3 separate regions of the Mus musculus genome follow, and regions 1 and 3 are each linked to region 2. Evidence: chromatin contacts called from public HiChIP or PLAC-seq data. All regions are on one chromosome and are shown on one strand. The core of a region is the stretch at or near the end of the contact, and the rest is flanking DNA. Distances in the headings are between cores, read along the strand shown. Region 1 has its middle 3.9 kb from the start of Gm46607. Region 2 holds the start of Gtpbp2 (GTP binding protein 2). Region 3 has its middle 8.2 kb from the start of 4930542M03Rik.

Region 1 (4,106 bases), core at 1,067-3,566, 380 kb before region 2:
CTCTGTGAATCTGAGGCCAGCCTGGTCTACAGAGTGAGTTCCTGGACAGCCAGCGCTACACAGAAACCATCTCCAAGAAAAAAAAGGTTTCTTAAGTCCATGGTCACTTTGGGCCTACAGCAGCTCAGTGCACAGTGGGGAAATCTGAGGTGGAGGACGCCTGTTTACCTCGAGTGGGATGCAAAGTAAGGGTCACCGACCTAAGTGACTCTACCAGGGTGGGGAAGGCTGCAGTGCCAAGGAGCAGAGACACGTCTCACAGGAGTAAACTGAGATTCTGGCACTTGCGTCCTGACAAGCCGTCTGTCCTTCACTTTGGGCTCTCTTGAGCCCCTGTGTCTAGGATGAGGCACAGTAGGAACCATTGGCTTATGCCATGCTGTGGGGAAGGACCCGGGTGAGGCAGATGTCCCACACTGGGTCGGGGATGGGAGAACACAGAGCTCTAGAGCTCTGAGGCTGAGGCAGGACAACCTGCCGACCTCACCTACTCCTCCATACAGGTGCTTGCGAGTAGCGGAGCCCTCACCAGCCTCTTCCTCCAGGTTCCTCGGAGGCATTCTTTTCCCAAAGTCAGGTGACCCCATCCTACCTTTCCAGTTTCCTAAAGCGTTTATGGAATCCCCTGGGCAGGTACAGATGCCATCACTACCCTCAGGGAGCCATTTCTGTGCCCAGGACTTTTGGGGGTGGTGAAAAGGTTGGGTGATTTTCCAGTGCAGAGTCTTGCAGAGTTGGAGGAGCTGTAGGCACCTGTGTGGGTGATGGGATGGGGCCAGGTGGCTAAGGAAAGAACCTTCACTTGTCAGGACCATGAAAGAAGCAAGCCCTCCCAGGCCCTCCGTTCACATGGTCTTTTAAGAGAAGGGGAGGTGACCCTATGGCTTCGTTTCTATCACTGGTAGGAGACAGACATCTTCCTTTTCTTCTCTCGAGCAAAGATTAAGAACATACAAATGGGGAGGGGAGCGGGGAACTAGAACTTTAGCTCAGTGAGTAAAGTGCTTGTCTGTGCAAGCAAAAGGACCCGGGTTCGGATCTCAGGCACACACGTAAAACTCAGGCACCGTGGCACACATCTGTAATTTCAGTGCTAGAAGGCAGGTGGAGACCTGAGGATCCCAGGTGGGTGGGGCTGGGAGAAGCTCACTGGCCAGCCAGTCTGGTCGGAAACATTGAGCTCCAGGTTCAGTGAGAGAACCTGTCTCAAAAACTAAGGTGAAGATCGACTGAAGAAGACGTCAGATGCTGAACTCTGGCCTACATATGTGTATGTATGGGTGAATGTACCCACATGTACATGCATGCACAACACACACACACACATACACACACACTCGAACATAGATATAAGCACAGTGCTGGGACTCTAGGCAGAATGAGGAAGAGCATGGTTGACTGTGTCTAGCCAGAAAGGCCAGAGGAGACTAGACGGCTACCATGCCGGGAGCATTGAGGAGTTCTTATGAGCTTCTGGTATGTTTCAGAAGGGACACCTGGACTGGCTCTGTTTTCCAGACACAGGAACCTGGGAATACAGAGAGGAGGTGGTCACATGAGGAGGTTCTCTGTTACTAAACGAGGCTCAAGGCAGAAGAGCCAGGATGGCCTCGCTTGAAGGAGTCGGGTGCGATAGTCAGTGGGGGACCTTGGAATGAAAGGCAAGATAGATGCTGAAGGTTGGTCTTGGACAGGGAGCAAAGGCAGGCAGGATGCTAGGTAGCGTGAGGCGCCTGGGGCAGTTGAGTTGCTTCCACCAGCCAAAACCCAAGAGGGCTTTCCCTGGAACTCTCTTGCAAAATCATGGCGGCATCTCTACTGATGTGGCTTCCTGTGGAAAGTAGGTGCTGTTGGTGGGTCCTGGCATGAGCCTCACTCATTTCCAGTCTCCTCAATTTCTGTACCAGGCCCAAGCCTCCAGGGGGAAGCTTCTAGAAAACACATCCCAGATGTGCTGAGGGAGACGGAGCCAAGAGAGCAGGATGACTACTCTTTTGAGAAAGGATGCCATTTCCCCTTTGGATCAACAACTTGGTGTTGCTTAGAGAAAACGACACCTCCCATCCTAGATCTGGGGATCCCTGGGCTTGGAGAATCCTTTTCTAAACCTTGCTAGAAGCAGGTTTGCAGAAGGCGGCGATCTGGCAAAGGGGAAGCCAGAGGGAACAGTCTCTGCTTTTAAGGACTCGTGAGGTTCTCCTGATTTCAAGATCTATAGACTTAATCATGTCTGTGAAGTCCCCTTGGCCTGGTGACACAACAGTCATAAGTTCCGGGCATTAGGGGGTGTGGCTCACCACAGTGTTTATTCTATCAGCCGTATCTTTGGCATGTTATCTTTGTAAAGCCATACTTATGAACGTATGCAGTACTGTCTGCTGGCAGCTCAGGATATTTCCCTCCCTTTTCTGCCCAGGAGGGGCCAGAAGCCAGAGAACGAGAGTCCTCAGAATCCCCTGGGTGCCAAAGAGCGACACCGCCACAGGCTTCGGTGAATGGAAAAGAAGCTCCAGTGTTGCTCACCGTCTGAGGGCAGATGCGTGGGCTTTGGCAGATACAGGATTTAGGCTTTTGCGTTGCTTTGATCCTGGAGGCTCAGGTGTCTTGTGGTTTCAGCCACTTCCTGACTTCCTAAGACCTAACAGGAAAGCTGAGCCATCCCTTCCCAGCGTTGTAAATATAGAATCCCCTGTGTTTAAGCAGAGCAGAGCACCTGAAGTGGTCTCCATGTTCTTGACTAACGCAGTGCCTTGTTGATGATCACGATTTATGACCTGCTGGCTTGTACTTAATAAGATGCACCAACAAATCTGTCCGAGGGTCATGGAGTATTCAAATTTTGGTGATTACCTGATTGCAGAAGTGTTTCCTGGTTTTGGTATTATGTCCACATAGTCAAGAACCGCTCTCCCTGCACACCCACACAACCCCCTCCCTGCTTGGCAGTGAAACTGAATGCACTGTCAGACATATTTACTCAGAACACATTCTTGAAATGCAATGTTTTAGTTGAAAGACATTCACTTTTTGAAAGCATTCGTGCCTGTTTCCAGAGAAGTCTTCTGTGTTGTCTTATTTTGGCCTATAGGACATGATTCTCCACGCTTTCTTCCCCAGCTCAGTTCCTTCCTTCCTTCCTTCCTTCCTTCCTTCCTTCCTTCCTTCCTTCCTTCCCTCCTCCTCCTCCTCCTCCTCCTCCTCCTCCTTCTCCTCCTCCTCCGACCCAGGCACTGAACTCAGTCTTGTCCATGTCTGTCAAGTGCTTTGCACCTGAGCCACATTCCTAGTCTAACCTGGGCTTCCTTCTCTTTTTCTACAGCACAGTGCAGATGGTGAGTGAATCTGACTGCTTCTGCCTTCAGAATGCATCCACAGCCCTCGAGGGTCACCATCGCCATGTGATCAGGCCTGCATCCCATCTCAGCTGGATCTGACAGTGGCTCGGAACCATCCCCGCCTTGCTCAGCTTCCCCTCATCCTCAGTAGCCAGAGATTTTGCTCAACTGTACTCCAGACCATGCCATGCTTAGCTCAGATAGAGACCCTCATCTCCTCCAGGAAAAAAAAAGCCAGCACATGGCTGTTCATGAAACCCTACCTAACCAACCCCTATTGCTCCTCTGACCTCCCCATCCTACTCCTTGGTTCGTTGTCCAGCTTGCCCCTTGAACCTTCTTGTTTCTTGGGTGTTCCAGGTGAGAGACCGTGATGAACACCTGTACCAGTTGTCCCCTTTGCCTGGACAATTCACCCAGACATCTACAAGTGGGGCTCCTTTGTCCTGTCATTTGTCCTTGAGCAGGGACTTCTCTGAACCTCCTGCCTAGCAACCTTTCACGTTCCATTTCTGGTTCACTCCATAGTACCTACCGCTGTCTATCTTCAGACAGTGTCTCCTGTCCTCTGGTTCTCGGCTATGTGCATTGTGTAAATACTGGAGAGCTATCGCCACTGGCTATAAGTGTGAGTTGAATGTAGACGTGAACTTGGGACATTTGCTGAGCCTGCTGCACCCTGTTTGTGCTGTTGTTTGTCCAACGTAAAACTAATTTCTTTCTTTCTTCCTCCCCCCCTGTCCCCCCATATTTTAGACAAGATCTTACCCC
Region 2 (3,666 bases), core at 780-3,279:
TATATATATATATAGTCATAATGAGGTTGGCTTAAGGGTGACAGGCAAGCAAGAAAGCAGAGGGGAAGGTTGCTCTAAGTCAGAGCACATGAAAGTGACATCACAAAATGCATATTCATACAAAGGTACTAGATGTAAAAGCAAGTGACTCACTACAAGCCAGGAAAAATATTTGCATGTGATGTGTATATAAGCACACACTATATACATCCTATAGGCAGCCACCTCGTAAACAACCTGTCTAGGAAACTGGCCACTTATACCACCTCCACTCCCCAGGACCCTGGTCTCCCAGCAGGCATCCTGTGGCCTCTCTCCTCTGCCAGCCCTCACTTCTCTCTGTAGGTAGGCCAGGCTGTTCAAGAATGGGTTATATCATGCCCCACCCTTTCTTAAAGGAAGGTATCCATTAAGGAGAATTGGCTGGGATGGAATTGTGTGTTAAAGGGTGACTGCTGGAAGATCCGTGGATATTTAAAAAATAGTTATCAGTTGAGTGCAGTGGTTTCTGGCTGGTGAGAGAACCCGGCCTGTTTGTGGTGATAATGTGTGGGTGGGGTGGGGATGTCTCTTCCTTTCTATTCCCATCCTTTGAGATGTCTCACTGAATTCTCTAGTCTCCATCTCTAAAAACTTTTTTTTCCTGGCAATCCTGGTCTTAAGCATACAGGATAGCATACAGAAAAGACACCTACTTTCCTTTACTGAAGACCCAGGTAAATGGCTGATCTGCAAGGCTTTTCAACTTTTGGTTCTTTTGGTATATAGCTGGTGTGGAAACTATCCAATGTGGACAGCGACTGCATGCTCAATAGACTCGTCTCCTTCGATGTGGAACTGTGCAGAAGTTATGGACTCAACCAGGTCTGAACTCCTTCAGAGTACACCAGAGGTAAGTGCTCCTACCGTACCGTGGAGAACTTTCAAACTCTGTTCTATTTCTTGGCTATGTGTGAACACCTGGTTGTTTGTGAAGAGAGGGGAATGGACGTACTGTGAGTCATGAGATAGCCACGGCGCTGGAATTTGAACCCTGGCGTCCTGACTCTGTGCCCAGCAATTCTGCTTCTCCATTCTGAGCCTTTGGTGCCCCGTATACTGGTTTATGTCGCTCTGAGAGTTCTGAAGGACAGGAGAGACAGCTTGGCTAGAAAGACAAATCAGCAATCCCCTGGCGTCCTAGGACAAGTTCTATTCCTGGCTACTTTCCCCGCCCCCTGGTGGTTGACGTAACTGGAACCCCAGCTCCGCCCCAAGTAGGGGCCAGGCCCCTCCTCCGGACAAGTTTTAAACCAAATTCTGTTTTCCGGGATTGGCTAAACTTCAAAACAAAGGGGAGGAGAGATACTTGCAGTAGGCACCCTCCAAACCTTAGGCAGCTGGCTGCTTTATGGGTCCTGGACACGTGTCTGGCCACTGCGGTGCCTGGGGCTGCTAAAACCAACCCCCGGATTGTGCCACCCAAGTAATAAAACAGTGACTATATTGCAAGGGTGGCATAATCATCGTCACAATAACAGCTCTAATTATGCTATAACTACCATCTGCCTCCGCCCTAGCTTTTGCCCTGACTCACTCGACAGCACTCCAGCCGTCAGGAAAGAAACTGAGGCAGAGGTGGAGCCAGCAGGCTGTCAGATCCAACCTCCCCGATTTTTAACTTGTTGTCTGGGGTCAGCGCCGAAAGGTCAAACCCAGTTCAATTCTGATATAAGCCCTTCACCTCCGGTTACTGTCCCTAATCTCAGGCCACAAAGCCTTCCTACTGCCCCTAGAAGAGAAGCCGCTGGCAGTACGGGAAACTGGGTGCCGACTACAACTCCCCTTAGTCTTTGCGCTCAAGGCGCGCTTGCTGCCCTCGCCCCCGAAGCCACCTGTGACTCTCGCATAGCGATGCCTCTTGGGAATTGTAGTTCGAACTCGCATTCTTTAGCACTAAATCTCATAGCTGCGGACTCAGTATCCCTTGATGCCCTGCGGCTTTTTCTGACGCGACTAGGAGGACAGGGAAGGCAGGGGCGTGGCCTACAGTGGGCCACACCCCGCTCTCCTCCGGCTGGCCCGACTCGGCGGTGGCAGTAGGGGCGGCGGCAGTGGCGGGGGGGAGGGGTCGGGCGGGGGGCTGGTGGCAGCGGCGGATGGACTCGCGGGTATCGGAGCTGTTCGGCGGCTGCTGCCGGCCCGGAGGAGGCCCGGCCATGGGTGGAAACCTCAAAGCTCGGGGGGCCGGCGGTAGCAGCAGTTGCGGGGGCCCAAAGGGGAAGAAGAAGAACGGAAGGAACAGAGGAGGTAAAGCCAACAACCCTCCGTACCTGCCCCCAGAGGTGAGCACCTGAAAAGTGGCGGAGCCATGGGGAACTACTCTTCCGGTCCCCGAGACTCCAAGGAGGCGGGAGAGAGAAAATCAATCCCCCTTTCCGGTGTCAAGACCCAAGGGAGGAAGGACCGGGGAAGAGAACCCCTCCTCCTGTTCCAAGACCCCTACAAAGCGGGATCGTCAAGACTGGACGATCCTTTTCAGTGTCAGGACCTCGGGAAGGGACTGCCCCTTTCACCTCCATAACCTTTGGATTAGTGGGAACCGGGGATCCTTTCCTCTTGAGAAGAGCAGAGGATGTCTGAACCCCTACTTACTCTGGGAGTGGGGAAGGAACACTGTACTGGGAAAAGAGGGCAGGCAGAGTAACCAACGTTTTTCTAAACTTAATCCACAGGGAGAAGGGGAGTAGCCGGGACAAGAGCAATGTGTTCCTTCCCTATTCTTCAGTACCCACACACATTAAACCAGAGAACAGTTAGACGTAGCCCTCTGCCCTTTCCTTGTCCTGTGGGGCTGTGGACACAGAGAAGAGTCCGCACGAACCCGCTCTGGGAGTCCTCAAGGCAGAGAAGACTACTTTCCTTCCTCTTAAAATAGGAGAACCCAGTCGGGAGCTAGTGGGCTCGCCTTTAAGTCCCATCACTCTGGAGAGATGGCTCAGCGATTAAGAGCACTGTCTGTTCTTCCAAAGGACCCCCAGTTCAGTTCCCAGCACCCACATAGCTGCTCACAACGGTCTGCAACTCCAGTTCCAGGAAGTCTGATGCCCTCACACACATACATGCAGACAGAACACCAATGCACGTAAAATAAAAATAATGTAAAAAAAAAAAAAATCCCATCACTTGGGAGTCAGAGGCAGGGGGATCTCTGAGTTCAAGGCCAGCCTGGTCTACAGAGCAAGTTACAGGATAGCCATGGCTCCACAAAGAAACCTTGTTTTGAAAAACAAAGATGGGAGAACCCAAGGTGGGAAGAGCTTCAATGGGTGATTATGACTTTTAAGTGTGCACCAGAGTGATTCAGGTTGCTGTTCCTGCTCATAGAATTCTGATTCAGTGGGTGAGAGACGGGCCTGATTGTTTGGCATTTCTTACAAGCTAATGTTGTGGTCTTAGCACCACAATGGTCTTTGAGAACCATTGGCCAAGATTATCTTTCTACCATCTTTATAGTCAGCTATCCTAATTATTCACCTTCAGCAGAAGAGTAGAAAGGTTTCTTTGTTGATGGGAAAAGAGCTCCTACGCATTCCATGGTGTGGTTGACAGTATGGATAAAGACACCTCTAAGGACTTTAAAGACAGCATGATGACCAAGAGGGAAAGAGAAAAATAAAATGGCCA
Region 3 (4,134 bases), core at 1,315-3,814, 290 kb before region 2:
TTAATGATGGCAGGGGTAGGAGAGACGTGGTGAGAGCTCCTCACAGGTACAGTGACACCTCCAGACGCCACCCCCACCTGGCCCCCGCCCTCTGTACTTCCTCCTCCCTCTGTACTTTTGCTGACCAAGGTTGATGGAGCTTGCTCCCCACAGAGAGCTTGCTGACCTTCCAAGTCTAGCAAACAGGGCAGTCCTCTGCCTCGTTAGGTCCTAGGGTTCTGCCCACGTGAAGGTTAACCTATACTGAAGCCAGCTTCCGTCACATCCATCCCTCTGGAGATCCTAGAGTACCTTGTAAGTGTCCAGGGTGCGTCCGTCCCAGACCCACCCCTTCCCTCAATGGGGACACAAATAAACAAATAAATAGATGAGTGAAAAACCAATCTATACTTTATCCTTCTCCCCCAGCCTCTGGCCTCAGGGCACATCTGTCTCTTCCCCACTGTGAGGAGAGGAAGAACCAGGGAAGACAAGAATGGGCACTGGCTCCTCCCCCAGGGAGTTCAGGGGGGCTCCTGGGGACACAGCATGGGCAGAGTGGAAAGACAGAACTGGCTCCAAGTCTGTGTAGGAGTGGGAATAGAACCCTGGAGGGCTTCTAGAAGGAGGTGTCACTGGCTCGAGGTTCTAAAAGCCAAACCTGAATTTATCAATTGCCCACAGAGCCAGGGAATGGACATTTGGAACAGCTTGTGCCAAGGCACAGAAATGCAGCCTAGCCTGGGGTGTGCTGGGACTAGTCCAACTGACTCCGGGTAACCGGGCGACATAGATAATTGGTTGGGAAGGGAAGTGGTTGGGCTAAGATGGGTTGGAAAACCTGCTAAGCCTTGGCACTTCGAGCTGGGTCTTTCTACCTACCGCGTTTAAGCAGGAGAGAGCGTGGTCAACATTTAGCAAGGTGTCTGATAAGGAGATAGGAGGCCTCTGTAGTCAGGCAGAGGACAGACAGGGCTGGGGGCCAAGAGAGGGTAGTGCCAACTGAAATGGCAACACACTCCCTGACCCTTACTAGGTGTCCTGTTTCCTTAGTTTGTTGAGGAGACGGGGTCCACAGAGTTAGAGACCCCGGAGTGACTGAGGGTGTTTGGTGGCTCAGAGGCAGCTGCCTTCTCTCTCCTGCACTCAGAACGCCACTCTGCATAGCCAAACGGTGTTCAAAGAAAGTTTGCTACTGGGCAATTGCTTCAGCTCTGTGGTTTTCCGTTCAAGAGAGAGCCGAGTTCATTGAACTTTAGGGCAGCTGTTCCCTGGTCTTCTCTCCACAGCAATAATACAGTTAATGGGATTATTTCCTGCACACAAGATCAGGGCTGCTAAGAAAACACGGCGAGGGCTGTTTGCAGAGGCCAGGCTGAAAGGCAAGCTCACGGCAGGAGGAAGAACGGGGCGGGATTCCACACGGGCTCAGGTGGAGCGATGCCATCCACCTCCGTTTGCCTTGCCTTCCATATGCCTTGCCCTCTGCCTCACTAGTCTGTGATTCACAGATTTCTCAGGGCTACCGGCCCAGTTCCCTGACCTCTCAGGTGCCAGGTTAGCCAGCGGCCGCCCGGGTGCAGAGGGATGTCCAAGAGCTCGTGGGACACATGTCCTTGTAAATGGGGTCAGAGATTCAGCAAGGGGCTATAGATGAGTGGGTAGCTTGTCTTGGGGTCACACGGCCAGTTGCGATAAGACCTGGCTCGGAGAATGGGGCATGGGAAATAGGAAATTACTGGCCGTGGTTATTTAGCTAGCTAGTAGTCTGAAGTGGGGAAACTGAGGTTTGAAGAAATGAAAGGGTTTGCCTAAGCACCAACAGTCCAGAGGTGGTAAAAATTTAAGATGGGCCCCAGGAGAGGTCTCATCTCTCATTAAATCTGAGGTCCCCCCACCAACCACCATCCCCCATCTCTTCTTAGAAGCTACCGTGGATCACCCCCTGTTTGCTGAGTCTCAATACCTGCCCCCCTCCCGCCCCCGACTGGTGGCTCCTGCCTCTCTGCTGGGGATGTGTGTGTGTGTGTGTGTGTGTGTGTGTGTGTGTGTGTAATTTAGATCTTATCACTCCAGCTCCCAGAGACAGATTTTCACCTGGTCCATCCCAAATCCCCACCGTGTGCACAGGTGCATAGGTGGGTGGGGCCAGAGGACATTCCAGGAGCCAGGAGACAATGGCGGGGGTTAACAGGGCCATCCTCTTTCACACCTTTGATTCCTCCAGCTAGTAAATCATTCTCCCAGCCCACACAAAGCCGTCTTTGAGAGTAGGTCTAGTCCCTGCACCCCATCCCACCCCAGAGTCCTGTGCCGCGGGTAGGCAGAGGCTACTCAGGTCGCAGAGTGTCCGGGAGTGTGACAGGTCCTGAGTTCTCTGCCCCCACCGGCATGGGGATCAGGTTACCCCATTTAATCCCTGCCCCTCCATCCACCCTCTTTCTGCCCATTGTAATTTATAATGGAGGCATGATGATGCAACCTGCTAATTACATTGCTGGATTTCCAACACATCCCTGTTTCTCTGACTCAGGCGGCGGGGCAGGAGGAGCAGCCGGCTCTGCTTTGTGGCTTATCAGGACCGGGTTATTCAGCTCACACCCGACCCGCCTCCCCCAGCCTCCTGTCTTTGTTAGCCAGAGCTTGCATCACCTCCCGCTTTCCATTTCTCCGGAATTTTTTTTTTTAACGGCTCTTTTTTTATGAGCCGCTCCATCTTGTTAGCTAATGAATGACTGTGGGCCAGCCGTGAGCATTGCTTTGTGCCTCTATTAAATGTTACACGATCGCAATTATAAGCTAACAAGGGACAGCTAATGATAATAATAATAAAGAAAAAAGATAATCTATTTTGTGGCCTGGGGGTAGACATGCGACTCACTGCCTGGTTCCCCGGGCTGAATAATTCAGAGCCTTGGGGGAACCACAGGCTGGACAGGCCATCAAAGCCTGGGGGAAGGAGGGGAGGATGGCCGCTCCGGGCCTGTTAAGAGCATGGCAGGCAGGAGAGCAATGGTGTTACCTCTAAACTTCTGGAGCACCCTCCCCCCCAACCCCCATGAAGGAATCCAGGTTCCTACAGGCAGGTGTCTGGTTTGTTGTGGTTGTCCCTCTGAGTCTGTCATTGCCCTAAGCCCCTCTCCACAGTGAGGCAGAGCGGGCTTGTACCGGCACATGGGGGAGGGGCGTCACACCACTGTTGTCCTTTCTGTGGTGGCTCAGATCTCTCTTTACCACCCATACCCCACGCAGCAGGATGTGAGGGCAAGGAGAAGGAACTCCATGGGATGGCAAGATGGCGTCGGCTCCTGAAGCCCCGAGGACTTGAGCTGGATCCCCAACTCCCATAGCAGAAGGACAAAACTGACATCTGAGGGTTGTCCCCTAACTTCCACCATTTAAAAATGAAACTCTTGGGTTCTGATGTAGGCAAGTTATACGCTCCTTGGGCCTAGGTTTCCCCTTCTCATACTGGCGTCCCACGTGCACTGCGGTTGCCTTCCCCGCTCCACAGCGCCAAGGCTGTGCCACTCATGGTTGGCATTGCTTTCAGTAGGTGCTCAATCCATGTTCCATGAGTAAGTGGCTGAGACTAGGCTGGGGAGGTAGCTCGATGGGTAGACTCCCCAGCACATACAAAGGCCAGCCTTAGCCATCAGCACCACATAAGCCTCTGCTAACCCCAGCACTAGGGAGCTGGGAACAGGAGGACCCTAGGTTCTCAGTCACCCTCAGTGACCTAGTGGCTGTTAGTCTGAGCCACCTGAGACACTGTATTTAAAAAGAGTAGCTGGAATTAAATTTTCTCCAGGTGACCTGGGATATTGGGCTTATTTCTAGGTGCCTCCCATATGATACTTGATATATTTATCCATCTTCTGTTGCTATCACAAAATACCTAAGACTGGGTACAAAGGTATTTCATATAGAAAAGAAGTTTATTATAGAAGCTTGCAGCTCTAGAGACTCAGATTGGCTTTTGTTAGGAGCTCATTGGAGATGGTATCCCATTGATATGCAGTGATGTGTGTAGAAGAGATTATACAGAAGTCGAGAGACCCGGGGACCAGGCTAGCTCTTTTCAACAGCCTCTTCTTGGTGTGAACTTACTTGCTCCTTGAGACCAGCATCAATCCCTTCTGGCACTAGTGACTA

What was found. HiChIP or PLAC-seq counts read pairs in DNA pulled down with a chosen protein or histone mark.
Region 1: a contact with region 2 is called in a FOXA1 HiChIP or PLAC-seq map of pancreatic cancer cells. The contact joins the enhancer-like site here to the promoter of Gtpbp2 in region 2. A contact is called at or near these places in 4 of 39 promoter capture datasets (the HPC-7 cell line, cranial neural crest and liver), 15 of 115 datasets of contacts at active chromatin or transcription factors (the NIH/3T3 cell line, acute myeloid leukemia, bone marrow-derived macrophages and 12 more) and 2 of 9 other capture datasets (adipose tissue and embryonic stem cells).
Region 3: an H3K4me3 HiChIP or PLAC-seq map of stem cell-derived neural progenitor cells shows a contact between it and region 2, with 2.4 times the contacts expected there. The contact joins the enhancer-like site here to the promoter of Gtpbp2 in region 2. A contact is called at or near these places in 4 of 39 promoter capture datasets (the 3T3-L1 cell line, 3T3-L1-derived adipocytes, cranial neural crest and 1 more) and 5 of 115 datasets of contacts at active chromatin or transcription factors (embryonic stem cells, pancreatic cancer cells and stem cell-derived neural progenitor cells).

The regions. Positions count from the first base shown.
Region 1 is chr17:45,782,790-45,786,895 of GRCm38.p6, forward strand. No RefSeq gene overlaps it. Among named protein-coding and RNA genes, the nearest start is that of Gm46607, 3.9 kb to the right of the region's middle. Within about 2 kb of position 2,317, at least 20 of the 459 cell types and tissues checked have an H3K27ac peak or open chromatin away from gene starts, as enhancers often do. A contact at or near this core is called in pancreatic cancer cells, where this site is marked.
Region 2 is chr17:46,159,003-46,162,668 of GRCm38.p6, forward strand. Gtpbp2 (GTP binding protein 2) reads left to right here and starts at 2,030. Exons shown (of 12, transcript NM_019581.3): 1 at 2,030-2,324. The coding sequence starts at 2,139.
Region 3 is chr17:45,871,162-45,875,295 of GRCm38.p6, forward strand. No RefSeq gene overlaps it. Among named protein-coding and RNA genes, the nearest start is that of 4930542M03Rik, 8.2 kb to the right of the region's middle. Within about 2 kb of position 2,565, at least 150 of the 459 cell types and tissues checked have an H3K27ac peak or open chromatin away from gene starts, as enhancers often do. A contact at or near this core is called in liver, pancreatic cancer cells and stem cell-derived neural progenitor cells, where this site is marked.